2 separate regions of the Cricetulus griseus genome follow, and region 2 is linked to region 1. A link is a contact called in public Micro-C data. All regions are on one chromosome and are shown on one strand. The core of a region is the stretch at or near the end of the contact, and the rest is flanking DNA. Distances in the headings are between cores, read along the strand shown.

Region 1 (4,901 bases), core at 2,002-4,501:
GTAAATTAATGGGAAACCCGTTTCCAAGAAGGCAAGGAGAGCATAGGGAGCCAAGCAGGCAGGACTTGGACTACCCCAATAGCTGAAGACTGGGACCCGATGGACAGATTTACCTAGTCCAGCAGCCGATGGGCCCCTGTTGGTGGCAGAGACCATGCCTGGGAACAGCCCTGTCAAGGGCACCCTGAGAAAACAGCTTGCTGAGACACCAACCTGGCTGGCAGGCCCTCTTCATTTCCGACACTAGCTTTGGAGGGTAGAGTTTGGACTCTTCCTCTAAAAAAAAAAAATATGGTGTAATGGTGGACAAAGCCCAAGAAAAGGAGGTGGCCCCCAACCTGGGGCCCTCTGTGGATGCAGAGGCCTCATTGCCTCCCATACTGGAACATTTTCTGCTTCCTCCCTGTGTCTCCTCCAAAGGTCTGAAACACCCTTTTGTAAATGTGAATTATGCCTCAAAACAAAGTTGTTTCTACAGCGCAAGGGTCAATCCTAACCAGAAATTATTTTTCAATGAAGTTGATTCTTCGTCACCACAGGACAGGGCTCCAGGAGTGTGGATCTTTTCACCAAGTTCAACTTTTACTTTTTGATCAATTAAAAACAACCTTCCCCTCTGTGCTGTGAGGGTGGTAGGCACACACACCATAACGCTGGTGTGGAAATCAGAGGGCAACCTCTGCTGTTGGTCCTCGCCTTCCACCTTGCTTGAGACAGCATCTTGTTTGGCACTGTGCACACAAGGCAAGCTGGTCCGAAAGCTTCTGTCCCTGCCTCCGATCTCACAGCAACACTGGGATTGTGTACTTGTACTGTCATGCCTGGCGTCCCCTGGGTCTTGAGAACTGAACTCAGGTCCTGATCCAATGTGCCATCTCCCCAGCCCAAATCCAACTGTTGGTTTGTTTTACCTATTGAGGCAGGGTCTTTCTACACAGCTCTGGCTGTCCTAGAACTCACTGTATAGACCAGGCTATTGCCCAACTCACAGAGATCCACCAGCCTCTGCCTCCAGAGTGCTGGGATTAAAGGCGTGAACCACTACCACCCAAATTCAACTTTTTGAAGCTTGTGTTAATATTTGCAGACAGCTGGGACAAGGTAGGTTTGCTGGGGTTGCCCATCACCCCTATTTCTATCTCTTCAGGTTCTAAAAGTGGTTGGATTGGGTCTAGAGAGATGACTCAGTGGTTAAAAGCACTGGCTGCTCTTGCAAAGAACCAGGGCTCATTTCCCAGCACCCACACGGTAGCTCACAGCTAACCCAAGTTCTAGGGTATTCAAGACCTCCTTCCATCTTCTGTGGGCACCAGCCACACTTGGCACAAATACATACATGAAGGCAAAACAATGATACACATTAAAAAAAAAACTTAAAAAAATTTTACAGATGGCTGCTGGATCCTGTAGTCCCCAGGTGAACCTAAGCTGTAGAGACTGTGGTTGACAGGAGAGATGGCGACCGAGCTTCACTGGCTTGGCGTAGAGCAGCAGGATCTTCCTCAACTCTATTTTCTGTGGAAGATTCCAGGCTGCAGGCCACAAAACCTCTGGCCTGGCCCCCTCCCTGGTGGCAAGGAGGGAAGAGAGACAACCCTGGGAACAAAGGAAAGTCCCAGAAGAACAGCATTTGTTCTTGCTTTAGAGTCCTAAGCCTGGAGGATCTGTGTTCTGCAGCTGGTGCAGACTGTCCTGGGGTCAGGGCCTTTCTTCTGACAGCCAAAAGTCCACTGAAGTGGCCAAGGCCAAAAGATAATGGAGTATCCTTGCTTTCTGGGCCCTAAGAGCATGCACCTCCTTAGCCTCAGAGAACTTGGTGAGAGAACTCCTTCAGGAGCCCACAGCTTTGGGGCAAGTCTGCCTAGTCACACAGGCTCTGGCTCTGCCTCATTCTGACCCTCTGGAGCCAACTGGCTATAGCACCTGTGTAGGCAGTCGGGGTATCCGAGCTCTGTAGATTAGGGGTTCAGGAGAGGCTGGTATGCTAGAGATCTCAGGAAGGCCTCTGTGCTCTGGTTTTAGGGTGTGGCTGAGCTGTGCTTTCTTCCCCACACAGGGCCCTTTCGGCACTTGGCTGGTCACCCTCTTCAGGACTTTCCTCCTGCTTGGATGTCGGTGCCAGACCTCCTAGAGTCCTCAAGGTCCCCTGCAAAAGTACAGTGATACTTTCATCAAAAGCCCAGGAGCCAGCCCAGTGGGGACCAGGGACAGGCCGACTGGGAGTGTTCCATCAGCAGGCTCTTCTTAGACCTGGGACTCATCACAGCTGCCTTCCAACTTGGGTGGCCCAGTCCCAGGTCACCACTGATGTACAGCATGAGACTACCCGACCCTGGCAGCTCCTGCATTGGCTGCACCTTTGGCTACCACTCTGGGTTCTTCAGCCTAGTAGAGGCAGGTTCCCAAGATGGCTACTCTCCAAAAGACCTCAATGCCCAACAGACCCTGGTGTGTACTCTAGGATACTTTGGAGATTCAACTTTTCAACCTCTTCAAGTCTGCAGAGAGAAAAGTCCAGAATCCTTCCCCAGACACTGGCCTGGACACAAATTGCAGGTTGGACCACACACGGTGGGGGTGACCTCGTCTAGGGATGGGGAGGCAAGGTTGGGACGGGAGGAGGACCTAGGAAGAGGGGTCAGGGAGTCAGATGGTTGCAGGACGGGCTTTTGGAACAGCCCTGACCCCTGGGGGCTGTGGAGAAATAGAAAGCCACTAGCGAACGCCACTGCATATACTAAAGTGCCTGGGCGTCTGCTGCCACCAAGTGACGGGCTGCGGGATTGCAGGGCGGGTTTGTTGGCTAGATAGGAAGCTAGGGTTTCTGTGCTTCGTACCCTGGGCTTCGCGGCTTCGTTGCCTCTCTCTTTCGTGGAGAAACCCAGTTCCCCCTATAGGACTAAAATGGTGGTAAAGTTGCATCTGGAAGTCCTGTCCGTGGGGCCACCCTGGAAAGGCTGCAGAACTGGAAACTGAGGCAGGGAGGGCATTGTCTAGTGCCGCTGGGAGGTGGCATTGCTGGGGCAGGCCTGACAGCTAGCTGTCCGCACGTGTTTAACACAAGGGAACACAGGCTCCAGAGCTGCCTGCACAGACTCGGCTGGGACCAGCCTCGCATCCCTGCAAGCTGGAGGGCAGCTCCACCCTGTCCCGCCTGTCCCTCAAGGCGGTAGCCTAGGGTCCCCAAAGACTAGGATCCCTGCGCCTTAGTGTCCAAGTGTCACAAAGGGGAGATGGCACTTGGCACAGTGGGTAGTGGGGGTCTGGAGGCCGCGGGAGCTGGTCCGGGCCGGAGGGCGGGTCGAGTTGTACGTCTCACTTCCGCCGGAGGCTCTTGGGAGAAGGATGGAGGAGGAGCAGAGGCTGCGGGGGAGGCTGAGCCGCCGCAGGCCGCCCGCAGGGGGCGGGTGAGGCGGGTGGGGCGGAGAGGGTGGGGGTGCAGGGGGTTTGGGTAGGCGGTGGGGACAATGGGGGTGCCGCGACTTTCCCGTGTAGGTAACGGTTTGCGGGGTTCCTTGCACGCTTGCACCCCGCAACCGTGAGGCCTGCCACCAGCCACGCTCCGCCTTTCTCCGGGCGCGGTCGCTTCTTCCGCCCCAACCCTGCGGTTTCCCCCACCCCCGCCACCCCTCTTTCCGTAGCCTATCTGGCCTCTCCCTGCGCAGCCCCAGGCTCCGTTTCCCTTAGAGTCCACTTACCCTCCCACGTCAACCGCACCCCTGATCCCCCACTTGGGACTCTCTCCCTCAATACCCCACTGTCTACTCCTGCTGCCCCCGCCCACCCAAGTCTTCCTACCCCTCACTGTAGAACCCCTCGTGACCTCCCTTGTGGAACCCCTTTCTCGGGACCCTGCGCCATGGATCCCCTGGCTGATACCTCTTGTGCTCCTCAGGGCCCCCAACTGCCGCCCCTGGTTTCTCTTGGAAGGCAGTAAGAGCGAGCCCTGGGCTGCTCTGCTGCGGAGCAGTGTGAGCTGGAACGTGGATTTGACCCCGAACAGTCAGCCATTGCCACCACTGCCTGCTTTTCCCAGCCAGGTGTGTCCAGAAGCACTAAAGGGCGATGGCCCGGGAGAGGGTGTTCTCAGGCTCTGGGGGAGGTCACGGTGTGGATGGCCATGACCTCATGGGCATCTGTTTTTCAGGAGTCACTGCCTGACCCAGAGCCCACTGTGGCTCCTGAGGTCTTTACTGTGGGATCCAAGACCTTTTCCTGGACGCCTTTTCCACCTGCCCTTGGTGTCTCTGGAAACTCTTACCGGTTGTTCCACGGGACTGGAGGCTCCCTGGAGTCACCTACTCCACCCCTGAGAGCATGTCCTGCACCAGATTCTACTCAGACTCCTGGCACCCAAGAGTGTGTGTCTGTGCATAGTCCACCTGCGTTGCTGAGCTGCCCATTGTGCCAGAAGGCATTTGATCCCACGTGAGTGTGCCACCCCTGACCTCAGGCTCAAGACTTAGCCCTTTGTAAAACCTCCTTCCTGCTTGGGAGGCTGAGAGAGTGCCTGGATGTGACGCCGGCCTTTTTTTAAAACTATTTTGTTTTGAGACAGGGTTTCTCTGTATAGCCCCTCGCCTGTCCTGGAATTTGCTCTGTAGACCAGGCTGGCCTCAAACTCACAGAGATCTGCTGGCCTCTGACTCCTCAGTGTTGGGATTAATTGTGTGGGCCTCCACCACCAGGTTTATTTAGCTAATATTTAAATTAAACATATTTACATATGTGCTATGGCATGCTTGCATGTGGAAGTCAGAGGAAAACTTGAAGTCTGTTTTTGCCTTTTAAACTGTGTGAGTCCTAGGGATTGAATTTAGGTGTTGAGGATTGGCAACAGGTGCTTTTACTTGCTGAGCCATCTTCCAAGCCTTTTCTGACTCTTGGTGATGCTCTTGCTT
Region 2 (5,384 bases), core at 637-3,136, 170 kb before region 1:
AGTGGTGTGATCTGGGAAGGCTAATGAAGAATGCCTGGGGCTCAGATCTGGAAAATGGGATGAGATCCTCACTGCCTTCCTCGAAGGGTTCTTAAGAGGATGGATCTAATGGCAGCCTGTGTCAAAGCTTCAGAGACCTGCTCCAAAAAGTATCAGCCCCTCGACAAGTCAGACTTGTTCTGGATTAGGGAGGCCCTTGTACCAGCTGTTCTAGTTGCAGTCCTCTTCTAGTCACTCAAACAGAAGGTCAGAGAGGCCCTTCAAGCTGTCCAAACTGACCGCCAGTTCCCTGTCACATCACTGTTTCTATTTCCTTTAACAACTGTTTCCCAAGCTGGGCAGTGGTGGCGCTCACCTTTAATCCCAGCACTTTGGGAGGCAGAGGCAGGTGGATCTCTGAATTCAAGGCCAGCCTGGTCTACAGAGCCAGTTCTTGGACAGCCTCCAAAGCTACAGAGAAACCCAGTCTCAAAAAACCAAAACCAAAACAAAACAAACAACAATAAAAAACAACTGTTTTCCAATTCTTTTCTAGTAATCTCTCAACTTCCTACCATCAGAACGCAAGCTCCCTGAGGGAGCCTGTCTAGTTTTTGGATGGGCATCACAACCTGCAGCCCTTGTCAAATACTCACTAAAACTGCTCTATGTTCAGTCACAAAAAGGCAAGAAAAATTGTTCTAAGAAAGACCAGTACTACACACAGAACATTCTCCCAGCGCCTTGTTCTAGAGCCCATTATTTGGCTAGTTTCTGCACTCCACCACTCCAAAGTTAAGAATACTGCAGAGAGGGGAAAGCTCTCTGTATAGCATCAGGGAGTCACTGCCTCCTGACCAAGGCATAGCACCTGCATGCTCCAAGAGTTGTTCCCTCTTTGAACAGTCCTTCCATACCTGGCCTATGAGCTCTTCCCAGCCTGGGTCCCTCCCACCTTTGAGGATGATCATCTAGGATCTCCCTCAGGCCTTTTTCACTCTACCTCCCCTGCAGCCAATCCCCCAACCCACACAGCAGGACCCAAGGGATCACTGATGTTCTTTTGAGCACTTACTTATTCGGGAATTCCATAGTACTGTGAGTTGAAAACTCAACACACACACACACACACACACACACACACACACACACACACACACACGAAAGCAGTTCCAACTCGTCTCTATTCCTGAGAGTCAAGGGAGAAATGCCACTGGGTGTTCTTAGTGTGAACACTAAGCACTGATATCCTCACAAGGAAGACAACGTCGCCTTATTAGCACGATGCTGAAGGTACAGCCTAGAGAGCCGGGGGGGGGGGCGTCCTACTACCTTAATGTCACCCTATAATCTATAGTCATTTAAACAGCACCCCGTCAGGGTTAGTTTCTACACGTGTGCCCCGAAACCGAACACGGTGGTGGGGCAGCAAGAGGAGGCTTCACACATGCCCGCCCCGGGCTCCCCGAGCTGTGCGGGCGGCAGCACTCGCCAGATCCCTCGCGGACCCCTCCCGGAGATGGGCCGGCCCTGTGGCCACCCCTCGCCAGGCTCACAGGCACTGCCCGGCCCCGCCCGCCCGCCCGCGGCCTTGACAGTCCCGGGGAAGGCGGTGATGCGCCGCCCGGCCAAGTTCGCGCCACCAGCCCACCCCCAGCACCTCGCAGCTCCGCTGCAGCCGAGCCGCGGTCTCCCTCACGGCTGCGGGCGGAGGATGGCGGGCAGGGCGGCCGCCAGAGCTCGGCTCGGGATCCGGGAGGCTGCACAGGCACTTCCGTCCCGTCCTGCGGCGCCGCCTCCAGCCGCCAAGATGGCCGCGGGGCGGGGCCCAAGCTCCAACCATTTCCGCTTCCTGTGTGGTCGCCGAGGCCGTTGGCGGGAGTGCTTCCCGGCGGAAGGACAGGGCTGGCGGAAATGCACCGGGCCGCGCAGGCGCCTTGGTGTCCCCAGGCTCCCGGACCGGAAGCCGCCGCTTCTGATGTTTCGGTCGCCAAGACACAGCCTGGCCACGCCCCGTGGCAACCGGAAGCCAATAGCCAGCGGCTTTGTGGTTGCTCGGAAACCCTTGGCGGTAAGATGGCGGCGGCTGGCGGTCGGACCGTGGCTTCGCCCCAGCCGCCGCGGAGCTCACAGAGACGGCCGCCGCGAGACGGTACGAGCTGCGTATCCCCTCTGGATGAAGCCCGCTGTCCAGACGGGCCCCGATCGCGTGCGTTAGGAGGGGCGGGTAGAGCCGAGGTCAGGCTGGGCGGGGTGAACGCGCACGGCCTGGGAACGCGGGTCCGCCCGATGCAGTCCGATGGACACATTGTCCTAAAAACGGGAGAAACGGGGTCCCCGCCCCAGGCTGTGACTTGCAGGTGAGAACGCAGTGGGCTTGTCTGTCCATCCAGGGACGGAGAGGTGGGAGTTGGGCGTGGTGTCTCAGAGCTGAATGATGCAGATGAGGCTAGCCAGGGGTCCCTAGGGGAACGTGAGGATTTTTGTTCCGTGGGGACAAGAGGACGGTGGAGGTCTGAGCTCCTCTCCGTATCTTCACCAAGGCTTCTCCGTCCTCACCACCGCCTAAGGCCGGCAATCAGTTTTTGTCCTAGCCCTCGTCTCGCCCGCCCTACCTTATCCTTGGCGCACGTCCATGTAGCAGAACCCAAGGAAAAGGGGGCCGGGACCAACACTAAGCAGAAACTGAGCCCCATACATCTTGAGCAATTAGTTAAGGTGACGCATGCTGTCATGTTGAAAGGGTTGAGAGACTAGAAATGACCTGCGGACCGCTGCAGACCTCGAGCTGCCCCGTCTCTGTCTGTTGATGCCACACGGTCACCCTGTTCATCTTCTTTCCACATACAGGCTATGGCGTATATGTATACCCAAATTCTTTCTTCCGTTATGAAGGAGAATGGAAGGGAGGAAAGAAACATGGTAAGAAGCTCCTGGTCATTCCAGAAGCCATAGCCTTGCAACTCAAAGCCAGTTTTCTGAGAAGCTTGGGCAGACAGGCGGTGGTCTTGCACCAAGCATGGGACAATACTGTGCCTGCACACTGGTACCACTTTGCCCCAGTCATGAAGGAATCAGTGTAAGACAAGTTCCTGTATGCTTAGAGCTTATTATATGCTGGTGGGTGATGGAACTGTTGGTGACAGGAATAGAGTAGGGCGATGGATGTAAGTCCCTCTGTGTGTGTTTGTGTGCGTGTGTGTGTCACACACCATCCTGGCAAGCTGTGTGCTTGTTATTGGACATCCAGGCTCCTAATCTTCAGCCTGAGTTTCTCTGTATTCCAAAAGAAATTAAGAAACAAAATTGGTAAACAAGGGAGAGAAAAATCAATCCCTGTTCTTTCCATCGTGTCTGTGGCAGCATTACAGTTTATAGAAAACCACCAGACAAGAGCCAGACGATATGTAGATTTTGCTATGAGACATTGAATCTCTTGGTTCCCGAGGAAAGCAATTGTGTACTCATCAGGCTGCCTCCTATTATCTTCTTTAGCATGGATGGTCTATTATATGTTCCCAAGTTAGAGTTACATACAGGCAAGGCATTATGGTTTGTTTCCAATCATAAAAAATGGCAAGATAGTAGTGGTGTGTGCCTTTAAGCCCTGCACTCAGGAGACAGAGACAGAGGCAGGTGTATCTGTGAGTTCCTGGCCAGCCTGATCTAAAGAGCTAGTACCAAGACAGCCAGAGCTACACAAAGAAACCCTATTTCAAAAATCAAACCAAAAAAAAAAAAAAAGGAAAGAAGAAAGGAAAAATAGCCAGCCGTTGGCCTTGTCTACAGAGCAATTTACAGGACAGCCAGGACTACACAGAAAAAAGGAGAAGAAATGACCATATTTTTTTTTTTTAAGATTTTATTTATTTATCATGTATACAAACATTCTGCTTCCATGTATATCTGCACACCAGAAGAGGGCACCAGATCTCATAACGGATGGTTGTGAGCCACCATGTGGTTGCTGGGAATTAAACTCAGGACCTCTGGAAGAGCAGCCAGTGCTCTTAACCTCTGAGCCATCTCTCCAGCCCTGAAATGACCATATTTTAAGGAAACCTAAGCAATAGAGGAAAGAAGTTTAAAAAAAAAAAAAAATCCCCTGGAATGGTGCACACACATGCTGGGTCTAGACTTTCCAGTGTCTGCGCTTCCTGGATTTTTTTCAATTTGTTGATTCTGCCTACTTAATGCACTAGAGAGGTTTTCATATCTACTGGCTACCAAAATGGTCTTCTCCCTTTCTTTTCTTTTCTTTTTTATTGTTTTATTTTGTGTTTGTTTTTGTTTTGAGACACAATCTTGCTATATAGCTCAGGTTAGCCTTGAACCTGAAATCCTTTTGCTTTAGCCTCCCAAATGTACCACTGCGCCCAGACTCTACTAACACCTTCCTTTTTTGTTTTCTTGTGAACCCAGCACCTGTGTTAGGTAAGTGTTCTTCAGAGAGACTGTATCCTCAGCACCTTTTTTGTTTGGTTTGGTTTTGATTTTGATTTTTGATTTTTCAAAACAGGGTTTCTCTTTGTAGCCCTGGCTATACTGGAACTGGCTATGTAGACCAGGTTGGCCTCATACTCATAGAGATCTATCTACCTCTGCCTCCTGATTGCTGGGATTAAAGGTGTGAGCCACCACTGTCGGCACACAGATGTTTCTTATTTTTGCACTACTGTTCCTGTAAGCAGGCACTAAGACTCATATCCAAAACTTGAAGAACACCCACTTTTTAAAAAATATTTATTTATTTTTATTTTATGTGCATTGGTGTTTTCCTTGCATGTATATCTTTGTGAAAGTGCCAGATTCCCTGGAACTGGAGTTACAGACAGTTTTGACCTGTCATGTGGGTGCTAGGAATTGAACCCGGGTCCTCTGGAAGAACAGCCAGTGCTCTTAACCACTGAACCATCTCTCCAGCCTTAAGCACCCACTTTTAAGAAAGATGGCTCAGAAGTTAAGAGTGCTTACTGCTCTTGCAGAGGACCAGAGTTTGGTTCCTAGCACCTACATCTCAGTAGCTTGTAACAGCCCATATCTGGCTCCAGGAGACCTGACACCCACTTCCAGTCTCCATGGACGCACTCATGCATGGGCACACATGTATACGGTTCTCTCTCCTCAAGTGAATAGAGGCAGAGTCTCATCTGCACAGCTCATGCCTCTGTGGTCATTGCATCTGAGGAGCTGGCATGCAGGAATGTTTTGGTGGGTTGTTTTGTTTGTACAACTTTCCACTGTGTTGCCCAGGTTGGCTCAGACTCCTGAGTAGCTAGATTACAGATACGCACCACCATAGCAACTGAGGTTTTCACTCTGAAAAAAACAAGCCCAACCAGCATGGGTTGGTCGATGGTCACTCCCACTCACCAGCTGACTGCACATTGATTTCTCTTACAGGT

What was found. Hi-C and Micro-C count contacts between places; a contact is called where the count stands out from the background.
Region 2: a Micro-C map of the CHO-K1 cell line shows a contact between it and region 1, with 4 times the contacts expected there. The contact joins the promoter of Morn1 here to the promoter of Faap20 in region 1. A contact is called at or near these places in 7 of 8 Hi-C or Micro-C datasets (the CHK-Q cell line, the CHL-YN cell line, the CHO-K1 cell line and 2 more).

What each region holds. Positions count from the first base shown.
Region 1 is chr2:1,062,200-1,067,100 of CriGri-PICRH-1.0, reverse strand. Faap20 (Fanconi anemia core complex-associated protein 20) reads left to right here and starts at 3,251. Exons shown (of 5, transcript XR_004768080.1): 1 at 3,251-3,407; 2 at 3,896-4,040; 3 at 4,148-4,428.
Region 2 is chr2:1,229,020-1,234,403 of CriGri-PICRH-1.0, reverse strand. Morn1 (MORN repeat-containing protein 1) reads left to right here and starts at 1,886. Exons shown (of 13, transcript XM_027398507.2): 1 at 1,886-2,131; 2 at 2,830-2,901; 3 at 5,383-5,384. The coding sequence starts at 1,894. Rer1 (protein RER1) reads right to left here and starts at 1,779. Exons shown (of 7, transcript XM_027398503.2): 1 at 1,640-1,779.